Regions from separate parts of the Zea mays genome. Here region 1 is linked to region 2. Evidence: chromatin contacts called from public Hi-C data. All regions are on one chromosome and are shown on one strand. The core of a region is the stretch at or near the end of the contact, and the rest is flanking DNA. Distances in the headings are between cores, read along the strand shown.

Region 1 (6,364 bases), core at 2,016-4,515, 110 kb after region 2:
GCGGAATGCACCCGCCCTAAATCCTAAGATGAGGAGGGGCCTAAGCGTTTTGCCTATCTACTAAGCGATGAACGAACACAAGAACACACAAGGGTTTAGAGTGGTTCGGGCCGCCGGAGCGTAATACCCTACTCCACTGTGTGATGTATTGAGCTTGAGAGCTTGTATGAACTTGTGAGCCTGAGCTAGGTCTAAGTGTGTCTGAGTCTGCCTTGTAACGCCATGTTCCCTCCCTTTTATAGCTCAAGGGGGGTACGTACAAGGATACTGAGCCCCGACATGCGGGCCTAGGGACATAACGGATGTAATACTTGGAGCAACTAATCCTGGTTGCCAGTGCAATCTCCTTGTGCCATGATATTCGTGGTCTGCGTAGCATTGGCGTGCCGCGAAAGCTTCCCTGGTCATGTACGAGTGATGACAAGCACAGTGTATGCTGCGGCACGGTTGTACTGCCTAGCATCGGAATGGACAAGCACGCCGCCTGCAGGTTGGCCTGGTCGCTGCCCGCCAGCGGAGTGGACATGGCTCATTTAATGCTGAGGCGACACATCACCTGCCAGCGGAGTGGATAGGGCTCATTAAATGCTGAGGCGACACATCGCCTGCCAGTTGAGTGGACAGGCGGCGCGCCTTATCTGCATTAAATGCAGAGGCCGCGCGGCTCAGAGGCCTTACGTCTGACTCCGCCCGCTGGCTTTCGTCACGGGCAGTAGGCCACGTGGCAGCATCGGGTCTCCGCCTGAGCGGGGAGTGGGAGCGCACGCGGTATGGTCCGGACACGTGTTAGCACTGGACCCCCGCATGGCCTTGATTAAGGATTGGGTATTCTTTGCTTTGGAATCCTGGGACCCTACTGTGAGTGGCCCGGACACCCCCCCTGAGGGGTCTGGGACCCGTCCCAGGGGTTTGGTTTGTACCTGTGGTGGTCTTGAACCTCGCCCGGAGGTCCGGGCTGTGCATACAGGGGTCCGACACTTTCTCGTGGGGGTCTGGACCTACTGTTGCCACCTTGGAGTATATCATCTCCTCTGGCCGCGTGGCGGCCCCGGAGCCGCCCACGTGGTGGGGTCGGATGCTGTTCACCGCATGACTAGAGATAGCCGCGCGAGCACCGTGTCTTCATATTGTAGTAAGGGGTACCCCTGATTCAGGGTACCGACACATCGCAACCCATTAAAAGCTAGTCCTACCAACTATTTTGTCCACGACATGGATTCTGAAGCATTTGTTTCTAGTGTCTGGAACCTCCAAATATAATCATTAACCGATTCTTTAAGCCCCTATCAGACTAAAGCTAAATCAACTAATTCCAATTCATACTTCACAGAAAATAAATGCTCATGGAATTTACTCTCTAAATTACAGGAATTAATGGAATTAGGAGGCAGAGCGGCATACCATGTAAAAGCGGTAATAATAAGGGATAAAGAAAATAAGCAAACACGAAAGGCTTCTCTAACGGTCAAATTGCCTAGATGTGCTAAGAATTGGCCTAAGGTGCTGTTTGGTTCACATATTTATAACGTAATGGGTAATTGATAATGCTAAATCATGTTTGTTTTAGTCCAACTGTAATCAGATACCACACTAAAAATTGATACCAGCCTATTCAAACTTGTTACCGCCAGTAATCGGGTGTAAACCATTACCATTACCATTACCAATTGTGTTACATTTCGTGAACCAAACAACACCTAAGTGTTAGTGTATACTTATATCACATTCATCAGAGAATTTGGAAAACTTTGGTATCCTAGTCCGTGGGATAGTATCAAACTGGTGATCATATGGTTTCTAATATGATTGCTCCAATCTAGCTACACTTACTCCGATCTTTTCTGAGAATAGTTCAACCATTTCTTCCCTAATTTTCTATATAGTGCTCGATGGCAAGCCATCGGTCCTTAGGATGTGGAGACCAGTTGGCTGGGCATTGTTATGCCGGCCTTTTTGCCATGGCCAATCAAAAACAATGTTCAACCTATGATCGTATGGCGCGCTGCGACTTTGATATGTAGGGAAGAAATGTATTGATGTTGTGGTGCATAATAAATTGGTGTGTGTGCATCAATAAGTTATGTGTATGTGTATCCGAACTGTCCGCCCTAAACGAACGGACAATCTAGTGTGAAACGGCGGATGGTCTAAGAGCATATCCGGACTGTTTTGTCATGTTTGCTACTGTCGGGGTGCCATGTGGTGGGCCTAGCATGGTTCCAGACTGTCTAGAAGGGAGTGACGGGCGATCCGCGTTAAGGCTGGACGGTCCGAGATTTAGATCAGATGGTCCGATCACATCCAATGTCGTCGATCTATCAAGAATGAACTAGCAGACGGTGATCTCTACAGAAGCGCAGACAATCTGCGACCTCATTGTAGGATTAACTCAGGTGAGAGTTCTTATCCCGGCGTGTTTATCTGACTAACTGCATGAGAATCTACTGGGATACGCCTATGAACGGGTACATACCTTCCCCCTATATATATGAAGAAGGGTACCATCGATTGGAACACAACACAATCAATCCAAATCAATACAATATGCTTTATTTGTTTTGTTCTTCATCGCATTAGGACTAGAAGTAATTTAGACCTAGTTTAGCTTTCCTCAACCCTAAATTTTCATCCCTTTTTGACTCTATGTTATCTAGCTAGGGACGTATCGGTGGCCTCTTGACTCCAGGGCACCCTTAGAACTTTCTTCCCTGGTGGGTCCCTCCCGAGAGGTGAGTTTTAGGGTTTTCCAAAGAAGACAGATCTGGACCTTTACGGACCATCCGAACCTAAAGTGTGGATCACCTAGTGCTATGTAGAACGAAGCGAGGTCACAGACCATCCACGCTCCCGTACCCCTAATATTTAGCCATAAATCGAAGCCAACAGTTTGCTGCTGATGACGATGCAACAAAAAGAGCAAGAATGCCAACCTGTATAGTACGGTATAAAACTAAAAGCTATGCGTCGTACAGCTGAGTAGGGTGACGTCAGCTACGTGCAGGCTTGGTGGATCGGAGCGCGAGTGGCGATTCCGGCTCGCACCAGATCTTGTCGTCGTCGCGGCGCACCTGCCGCATGCAGAGAGCGGAGCGGAGAGCCGGAGAGAGATCAGGGAGGGGGCAAGGCTGCACCAGCAGGCTCGTCTCCTTTCATGCTCCGATGCATCTGGTGGCCCGAGCAATAATTCGGACCTTGTCTCACCGGCGACGCAACGCTACAAGCCTACAAGCGAGGTGGCGGGCGCGAGCAAAAAAAAAAAAAAAAAACGAGACTACGAGAGAGCTTACAAAAAGTTTCCCCCACCATTAATTCCACCGTGATTCCATCTCCTTTGTCCTCCTCCTCTCTCACATCACAGCCGTCCCACCGCTTCTTTTTAAGCTCCCACTGCGCGGCCCTCTCCTCTCCGTCACCCTCCTCCCCCCCTCCCTCTCGTCGGTCTCTTCTCTCTTGGTCGGTCCTGGATAAACACAAATCTCTTGCCTCCCTCCCCCTCCTCTTCGCCTCTCTGCATTGCGGTGCTACTAGCTAGCAACCAAATCCAAAGCAGCAAAGCCTTGCAGGCTAGCTAGGGAAGCAAATCAATCTCAGGCTTTGCCGCTCGCTCTATACATCCGTCCTCCTCGTGCTGCGTGCTGCGTGGCGTGTGTCTGTCTGGAGAGGTGAAGCGGCGGAGGCAGCATGAGGGCGGGCGGGATGCTGTGCCGGTCGCAGGCGGCGACGGCGGTGTGCGTGCCGGGGGACGCGCGGTCCATGGTGGTGGCCCGGCGCGCCGCCGACCGCACCCGCGACAGCGACGACGCCCGCGCCCTGCACGACGTCAGGTACGCGCGCCTCGGCGCCGGCGCCGGAGACGGGGGCCGCCGCACCTCCGCTTCGCGGAGGTTCTCGGCGCCCAGCAGGGCCGCCGCGCCTCCTCCGACCGCTACCGCCGCCACTGCGTCATGCAAGCCGCGCGTGGAGAGGCCGCGGCGCGCGCCCGTGGCCGTGACGCTGCCCATGGTGACCAAGAGCCCCAGCAAGGAGGCGCCGCCCAAGGACCTCGCCGCGGCGGCCAAGCGCGCGCAGGCCGCCGCCGTCGCGGCGCCTCCAGGCGACCAGCTGCTCCAGGTAATTAACATAACGTAACGTACGTAACTGACGGACAGCAGTACATTATAGTACTTATTACTATTTTACTGTTAAATTTTGGGTAGCTAGTAGGCAGGTAGTTATATCCGGTCATTTCAGTTACTGTCTCTCCAAAAATTCACAGCTAATAATTCAGTTACACTCCCTCCATATATACATTTCACTTCAAACGGCTCGAAGGAATAGATTAGAAAGCACTACGAGATGCCTACGCTTTGCTTGACGTACGTCTATAGGAATCGGAACGGGTATATATAACCTAGTAAATTTTTTACCGCAACGACCAATTAAGATAATGCTACGTGGAGTATATATATACTATAACAAATTAATGCTGTGCAGTTTATTAGGCGTACGACGTTACGTAAGCGTAATTAATTCACGCTAGCGCGAGCAGAGAGTGCTAGTAGAAATTAAAAAGGAAAAGCTGACAGGCTCAGGCGTGAAGACTAAATCAAAATTTATACCCTGCAGCCTGCAGGGGCGGGTGTGTGTGTCATCTAGTTTCTATGTTATTAATTTAGCTGTGGCAATTTGGTTATATATCAAGAAAATTAATTAGAAAGAGGAACAAATGATTTCCTACATGAGAAATCCGGCCGCGCAACGAAGACGCAAGAAACCATTATTTTGACGGTTAGGACGAGCACCCAGTTTCTATATCTGTGAAGGTCACACGCCACATTCTTTCCCAGGTCTCAGCTTGCTGGCTGCGCTGCCGTCGTGTCCACATTTATAACGACACCGCAAAAAATAAATTAGCGTTGGAAATTTTAGTTTGTATAAGTGATTTCGGCTATAGAAATCACTTATTACTAGTTTCTTGGTTGTGACTGTCATAAGGAGGAGTAGTACTTATTTTAGTGGGTGGGGACAAAAAAAACGAAAACTAACAAAAGCGGTGAAACAGTAGCGACATTTACGCCAAATAAAGGAACAAAGAGGACTTGTGCTGGGAGCACAGTGAAAGGAAGCATCACACACACAAACACCACAGGCCGCAGCAGATCGATGAGAGGCGGCCTGGGAGAGTGGACTGTGGAGGGCTCCCATCCAATCCAATCCGAACCAAGACCCATGCATGTCTACAGGCCAGACTTGCTCGTTGCAGGGGGTAAGTGCGTGCCCCCCTCGTCGCAGACAGAGAGTAGTGAGAGACTGGAGACGGTAACAGACCAAGGCCACTGTTCCAAGTGGACCACGCTACATGTATATATCCCCATTCCACTTCCACACCCCACACAAGCCGCGCTAGCGTGTCAGTACAAAAAGTGTTGTTGTTGCTACATGCATGCATGCAGGTCTCTTGGTGGCGGTGTCACAGGATTCGACGGCCATATGCATTGCGTGCGTTGCGCGGTGGTACAACATGGATGCGTGTGACTCATGCGTGTGTGTGTGTGTGTTTGTAGGTGGTGGTGATGAAGGTGGCCATCCACTGCCAGGGCTGCGCGGGGAAAGTCAGGAAGCACATCTCCAAGATGGAAGGTACGTACATGCATCGCCGTATATATACTCGTATATGTATACTAGCTACATACATACGTACACATATACATACTAGCAAGTGAAGTGGCGTGCCATATCTATTTTTACGTACGTACTGCTGGAAGTATCATATGGTCACGGACGACTCATCACGGGCCGGCCGGGAGCACAGAGCGAGCTGGGAGACGACACGTGCTGGATTTGACGCGGTCCGCGCCGCCGTACGTGTAGACGACTGGCCGGCCGCCAGCCAAACGACGACGACCGTACGTGGTCAAGTGCTGACGCCGCCTCCTACTGCGGGCGTGAGCGTGGCAGTGTGTAGTGTAGTGTAGCGCGCGTGACGACCTGGAGCTGCTACATGCATGGCTTTAGAGATGCCCATTCGTCACGTCTCACATGCATGCACATATGCACGCCGTACGTGGCTAGTAGGAGGCCGGCGGGATCGATCCAAGAAATCTAAACACGCATCGTCATCTCACTGCACGAAGAAGATGCATATGCATGAGTCGTACTCGTACTCGTACGTACGTGTACCTAGCTAGGCGGGTCGCATGCATGTTCATGGATGCATTATTCATTGACCTTTTTTTTTTACTGACGGCGCAAGGAGGAGGAGGATCATGCATGATACTACTGTGCTCTGCTGCAGGGGTGACGTCGTTCAGCATCGACCTGGAGAGCAAGAAGGTGACGGTGATGGGCCACGTGTCGCCGGCGGGCGTCCTCGAGAGCATCTCCA
Region 2 (5,616 bases), core at 1,711-4,210:
TTATATAGAGAATATATATATTGTCTCGAGTCTCCTATCTCTTTATAGGGTCTTAGATGTAGGATTCCAAGGTATGAAATCCTTCTTGTCTTTCTAGAGTTGAAAAGACAAGAATAGTCAGAGTAGAACAACCAAAGGTGAGACAGGATCAAGAAAAGTATAGAAAGAATCATAGTAAGGTAAGTAGGTAAGGGTTTTGTCCAATTCTATCTAGGTTTCGTCCTATAGTCAACATTTCCTCTGATACTACTTCTATCACACCCGGATTTAAGGGATAAAGTCGGGTGCGTCTCATATGTGCGCCAAAGAATAACAACACATCTAATGACCAAATGTATAAAGATAAATGTCACAAATATTATTACATAGCGGAACTATCTTAAAAAAATAAATGATAACAATAAAGTGAACTAATAATTATTCCTTGGCGCTATAAAGCTGACTGAGAGACGCCACCTAGATAAGCTCGTACTCCTCGTTGTAGACCTCCTCCCGGGCTACCTGCTCTTCACCTGTGGGGGTTTATATATCGCAAGGGTGAGCTCACAAAAGATCAAGTTGTGGGGACTAATGCGCATGAGCTCAACAAAGGTGGGAGCTCAAGTGAAGTGTAAGGCTGATCAACAAATAAGGGTTAAAACTGAGCATTGCTTTTAATAAGTTGGTCAAATTTTATTAGCAGTTACTAAATGTAAGTATATACCAAACCAGAGTAATAATAGATCAAAATTAATAATAAAACCACAATGTGATGCAAATGACAAATTGAATTTAATTTCATAAGTTAATCATGAGAGAGTCATGAGATGCTCATGACCACGAGCACAGCTAGTATACCAGTTTTACACTCTGCAGAGGTTGTACCCTTTACCCACAAGTCATGTTACCCATCTACCACAGGGTTGTACGGGCCCCATACACCTCTACCAACTAAGTGAGGCAGTGTAACACTACAAGGCCTTTACAAAGTTCCACTAGCTTTAGAAAATCCGCTACAGTTTCTAGGAAGCGCAATATAGGAATCCCCGTCTTAAAAGCCATCGCAGCAAAATCAACCCGAGAACCTCCCTATACCGACAACTCCCCTACTGCCCTTACCCCTTTCGGGTAAGGTAGACCTCCACTAGCTTTCCTAATTAGTCGGCCAAGGGTGTCGCATTCCACCCTTGTGGTGGCACGTATATCTCAAGTTAAGCTCCATGTTCCAATTAACATAATAGTCTTATCATGAATAGAATAGAACAACAATAATAAAGCATGACCATGAGTAATAATTATCTTAACACCCAGAACCACATATAGCAATAGCAAAGACTACACAAAAGTTCAGGGGTAAACAAGGTGTAAAGATGACCAAACTAGGGTGACCTATTGGGTCCCATCAAAATTAAGCCTAAGCATGCCAAAATGATTATAGAGAACATTTTTGGGTAAACAAAGTGGTCAAGGCACAACTTGCCTTCAATGAGCTCCTCCTCAGTACTTTCCACCTGCTGGGTACCGGGGTCCTCGGTCGCTTGCTCGTATACTCGATGCAATACAAACAAACATAGTATAGGAGAAATTAACATCACATCAAACATCAGAACAGAATGCATGATAATATTCTACGTATCGAAACGAGATCGTACGTTTGAGAACTACTAAATTCGGAGTTATGGTTGATGAGTTACGATTTTTCAAAGTTTTAAGTGGTTGCTATAGAATAGATTAAGTGCATAATTCTAGTCTATGTTTAGTGATAAAACAGAGTTACCAGGTGATAAACAATATTAAAACAAAATTAATGCAACTGGAATGGGTCAAAAAGGAATTAAAATGGATTTATTATGATTTACACAAGTTTTTGGAATTATATTCATACTAAAAAAACTATTTTCTGTATTGTTTTATCCTATTTTATTTAGTTCTGTACTGCGGCCATTATTTTGTGAAAGCGCAGGGACCCAACTGCTAAAAACATGACCTAAATTAATGTTCTCTAACTGTGCTAGGATGGCGGGTTGATTCTGTGAAAATACGGGGGCTCTTTTACAATTCTACCTCGGTGTCGTGACCACATGTGATCCCAACCGTCTGATCAGACCCGAACGGACATGATTACGACTAACCTAAACTGAACCGGTACGGGTTAAGGGCCACAGGATCTGAGATCGACGGCTAGGGATTTATGAAACGCGATCCGCATCTGGCCTTAGGATTCAATCTCAACGGTCCGAACGTAATGCACCCGAAGGGGTATCCTCATCTAGTCAGGACCGTTCAGAAGAAGATCGATGGCTAGGTCGTGTCTTCCCCTCCCGGCCGAACTCCGGCGACCAACAGAGATGCCGTGGTGGCGACGCCATGGCAGGAAGACCCGCACCGCCCCGCGGTGCACGACCACTAGTTTTGTTGATCGCTAAATGAAATTGAAATGATGGCGGATCTGGGAAGGGGAGTTCTTACAATGATTACGTAGTGTCTTTCCCTGCCCACGGCGCGCCCCGGATTTGCGGCCACGGCATCAAATTGGCGGCGCCCAGGTCGCACTCCCTCCCAGCCACCACCTCAACACGATCCTGGAGCTTGGACGGACTCTCCCGACCTCGCACAGGGCACCAATTAGTGCACTGCATGCCGGACGACCGTGGAGGCCTCCGGTGGCTCCCTGTTCTCTCTCTCGGAGGTGAGTATCCCAATTCGGGGTGCTGGTGCGCGTGGTCGACGTGGTGCCCTCCCTTAGCGAAGATGGCGCACGTCTAAGTCAGCTGGAGATCTTGAGTGCAGAGGAGGGGTTGGAGGGAGTCGGCGCATGGAGATGTCGGGGCTTCCGTTAGGGATGGGTTTGGCGCGCGGGGTCCACGAGTAGTGAGACACCAGAGTTCAAGCACGGGAGACGGCTGACGAGCGGGCCCTCCGAGTCAGTGCCAGAGATATAGGCAGACTCAGCCGCGCGCGCGAGCGTGCGAAGTCTGACTGACAGACGGGTCCCGCGCTGCAGTGACACGCGGAGGTTGGTGCAGCTGGCCCACATGGCAAAGGCATCCACTGCGCGTGCAGGGGCCCAAACGGGAAGGCTGCGCGAGTGAGTTGGGCCGGTAAGATCTCATCGAGCCCATGCGACTTTTTCCTTTTCCTTTTCTTTTTTGTTTCCTTTTATTTTTTTTAGATTTCAAATTTGAATTCAAATTTTGTTGTGAAATTCACACTTAGATTAAATGCACAAATTAAAATACCAGTATGAAAGGTATATTTATTTATATATTTTTTTCTTTATAATGTGTATTATTTTCCTTTCCTATTCTATGTCATTTTCAATCTCTAGACTTCAAATTAGGTTAAACCCTAATTTCAGCATTAATTAAATGCACAAGAAAAATCTCCAGCATGATGCATAGATTATTTATGTATCTCTAGTTAATTTAGGCACTTTAAGTGTGATTATTAATATTTCTCATGAATAGAGGGCAATACACATAAGGAGATTAACTCTTCTATTATTATTCACGAGTTGGGTATTACAAGCAACTACAACTGTAGCAAAAACAACAGCAACCGCAGCAAAATGCACCCCAGGCTCATGACAAGCACTGATAATTCATGAGCTAACACCCACCCACCTTCTCCCATTCCATTGATCCTTTGTATGCTAATTATTGGCTCAAGGCCATTAGCAAGAAGTTGGATATTTCTCAAAGCAACAACCATGAGAGGGTCCTATATGCATCTGGAAGACTAGAAGGAGCCATCTCGGATTGGTGGGATGCATACACCGCAGCCCAGGTAGATGCCAACAACATCACTTTACAAGAATTCCACGACAGTTTTCGTGCACACCACATTCCCTCTGACATCATGAAGCTAAAAAAGGAGTTCCTGTCACTTACCTAAGGCAATATGACCATTAGTGAGTATAGAGATAAATTTACCTAACAATCTTGCTATGCTCCAGAAGTAGATACTGATGAGAAGCGCCAAGAACGTTTTCTAGAAGGCTTGATTGGACCCCATAACTACCAACTGTAGAGTCATAGTTTCCCTAGTTTCAATACCTTGCTCAATAAGGCTATTCGTCTGGAGAGCAAGAGGAAAGAGTTGACTGACCATAAGAGGAAGTCCTAGACTCCAGGCCAGTCTAGCAGGAATGTCCACTACTAGCAAGGCAACCAAGATTCTTATTCTCGCTCTGCGGGACAGAGTGGGAATTACCAAAACCAGAACCAATGCTCAAGACAGCAAGCTCAGAGGTACAACCAACATGGGCAAAGGATTGATGGAAGTCAGTAGACTCGTCAGGGAGTTGCCACCAGCACCCAGCAAAGGTCAACAACCCTATCGCCCCAGTGCATCCCAATGATTGTTTCAAGTGTGGAGAGGTTGGACATTATGCCAACGCCTATCCCAAGAGGAACTTTCAGACACCACAAGCCAATAACAGTGAGAGGTTAGCTTAGAACGCACCATCCCACAACTTTTAAGAAAAAGGACAACAGAACCAAAGCAAGGGCAAAGTCAACCATGTGACTGCAGAATCAGTTCTGGAAGGAGCTAAGCGCCCCCTTGGATTATGGTCACAACAAACCCCCAGCTAGGACCCGGCTGACCCGCGCGATGGGCGTGATTCTGTTGCAGCCGCCACATGTGGATAGGGAAGAAGGAGAGCCTAATGTACGGGACCCATGCGTTAGTGGAAGCTTCGATATTACTGCGCGCGGTACGAGTGGCTGACAAGTGGGCCCGACTCGCCAGTGTTATGCCCGAACGGTGCGCGCGGATAGCAGAGATGGGCCCGGCGCGCGCACGAAGGAACACAAGGGTGGGCCGAATTCCTTTCTGGCGGCCCAAAGTTTTCTTTTTCTTTTCTATTTCCAATTTGAAATATTTAAACAAAATTTAAATTCTTGTTTAAATCTCTAGATTTTAAATATCAAACAAAATTCTAATACTTCTACTGCTTGCAATGATATTATTTATTATTATTATTATTGTTTATTCTCCTTCCTATTATTTAATTACGGAAGGAAGAGTGATTTTATTAACATTTCCTTTCTTTTTACTCATTTTTTGTTTTATATTTTTATTTATAATTTTAGTTCAAATTTAAATTATGACTCCTTTATTCAAATATAATGTATCACAAAAAAATCATTCGCATGAGATGCATATTACTTTATTTATTTATTGGTTACTTGACTAATTTGATACCATTAATTGAAAATGAAATAGGAAGAGAACTAATTAATCTCCCAATGTTTCAAAAATTCCCAAACCACTAACATAAATTTATTTATTTATTTATTTATATCATTATTTTTCTCTGATACAAATTTTTGGGCTTTACAAGAAGATTCAAGGTTAAGGGAAAACTATCACATCGTTAAATCGAACCATTTCCGGTCTTGGAAAGAAAAGGTGAAGTGGTATATTGGCTGGAATTGCCCGCACAACTATCGGATGTGCCTAATGTGTTTCAGATATCGCAACTTAAGAAGTGCTTAAGAGTACTAGAGGAACGGTTACCCATGGAGGAACTTGATATTGAGGATGATCTAACATATTCCGAATACCCAGTGAAAATATTGGGAACGTCTTGTACAATCACCAAGAGTAAAGTAATCAACATATGCAAAGTTT

What was found. Hi-C and Micro-C count contacts between places; a contact is called where the count stands out from the background.
Region 1: a Hi-C map of endosperm shows a contact between it and region 2, with 4 times the contacts expected there. The contact joins the promoter of LOC100281674 here to the enhancer-like site in region 2. A contact is called at or near these places in 3 of 25 Hi-C or Micro-C datasets (ear, endosperm and leaf).

What each region holds. Positions count from the first base shown.
Region 1 is chr4:78,462,593-78,468,956 of Zm-B73-REFERENCE-NAM-5.0, forward strand. It overlaps LOC100281674 (heavy metal-associated domain containing protein), which reads left to right and starts at 3,266. Exons shown (of 3, transcript NM_001320726.1): 1 at 3,266-4,110; 2 at 5,544-5,619; 3 at 6,275-6,364. The coding sequence starts at 3,682.
Region 2 is chr4:78,348,546-78,354,161 of Zm-B73-REFERENCE-NAM-5.0, forward strand. No RefSeq gene overlaps it. Among protein-coding and RNA genes, the nearest start is that of LOC100281674, 110 kb to the right of the region's middle. Within about 2 kb of position 2,961, at least 20 of the 20 cell types and tissues checked have an H3K27ac peak or open chromatin away from gene starts, as enhancers often do. A contact at or near this core is called in ear, endosperm and leaf, where this site is marked.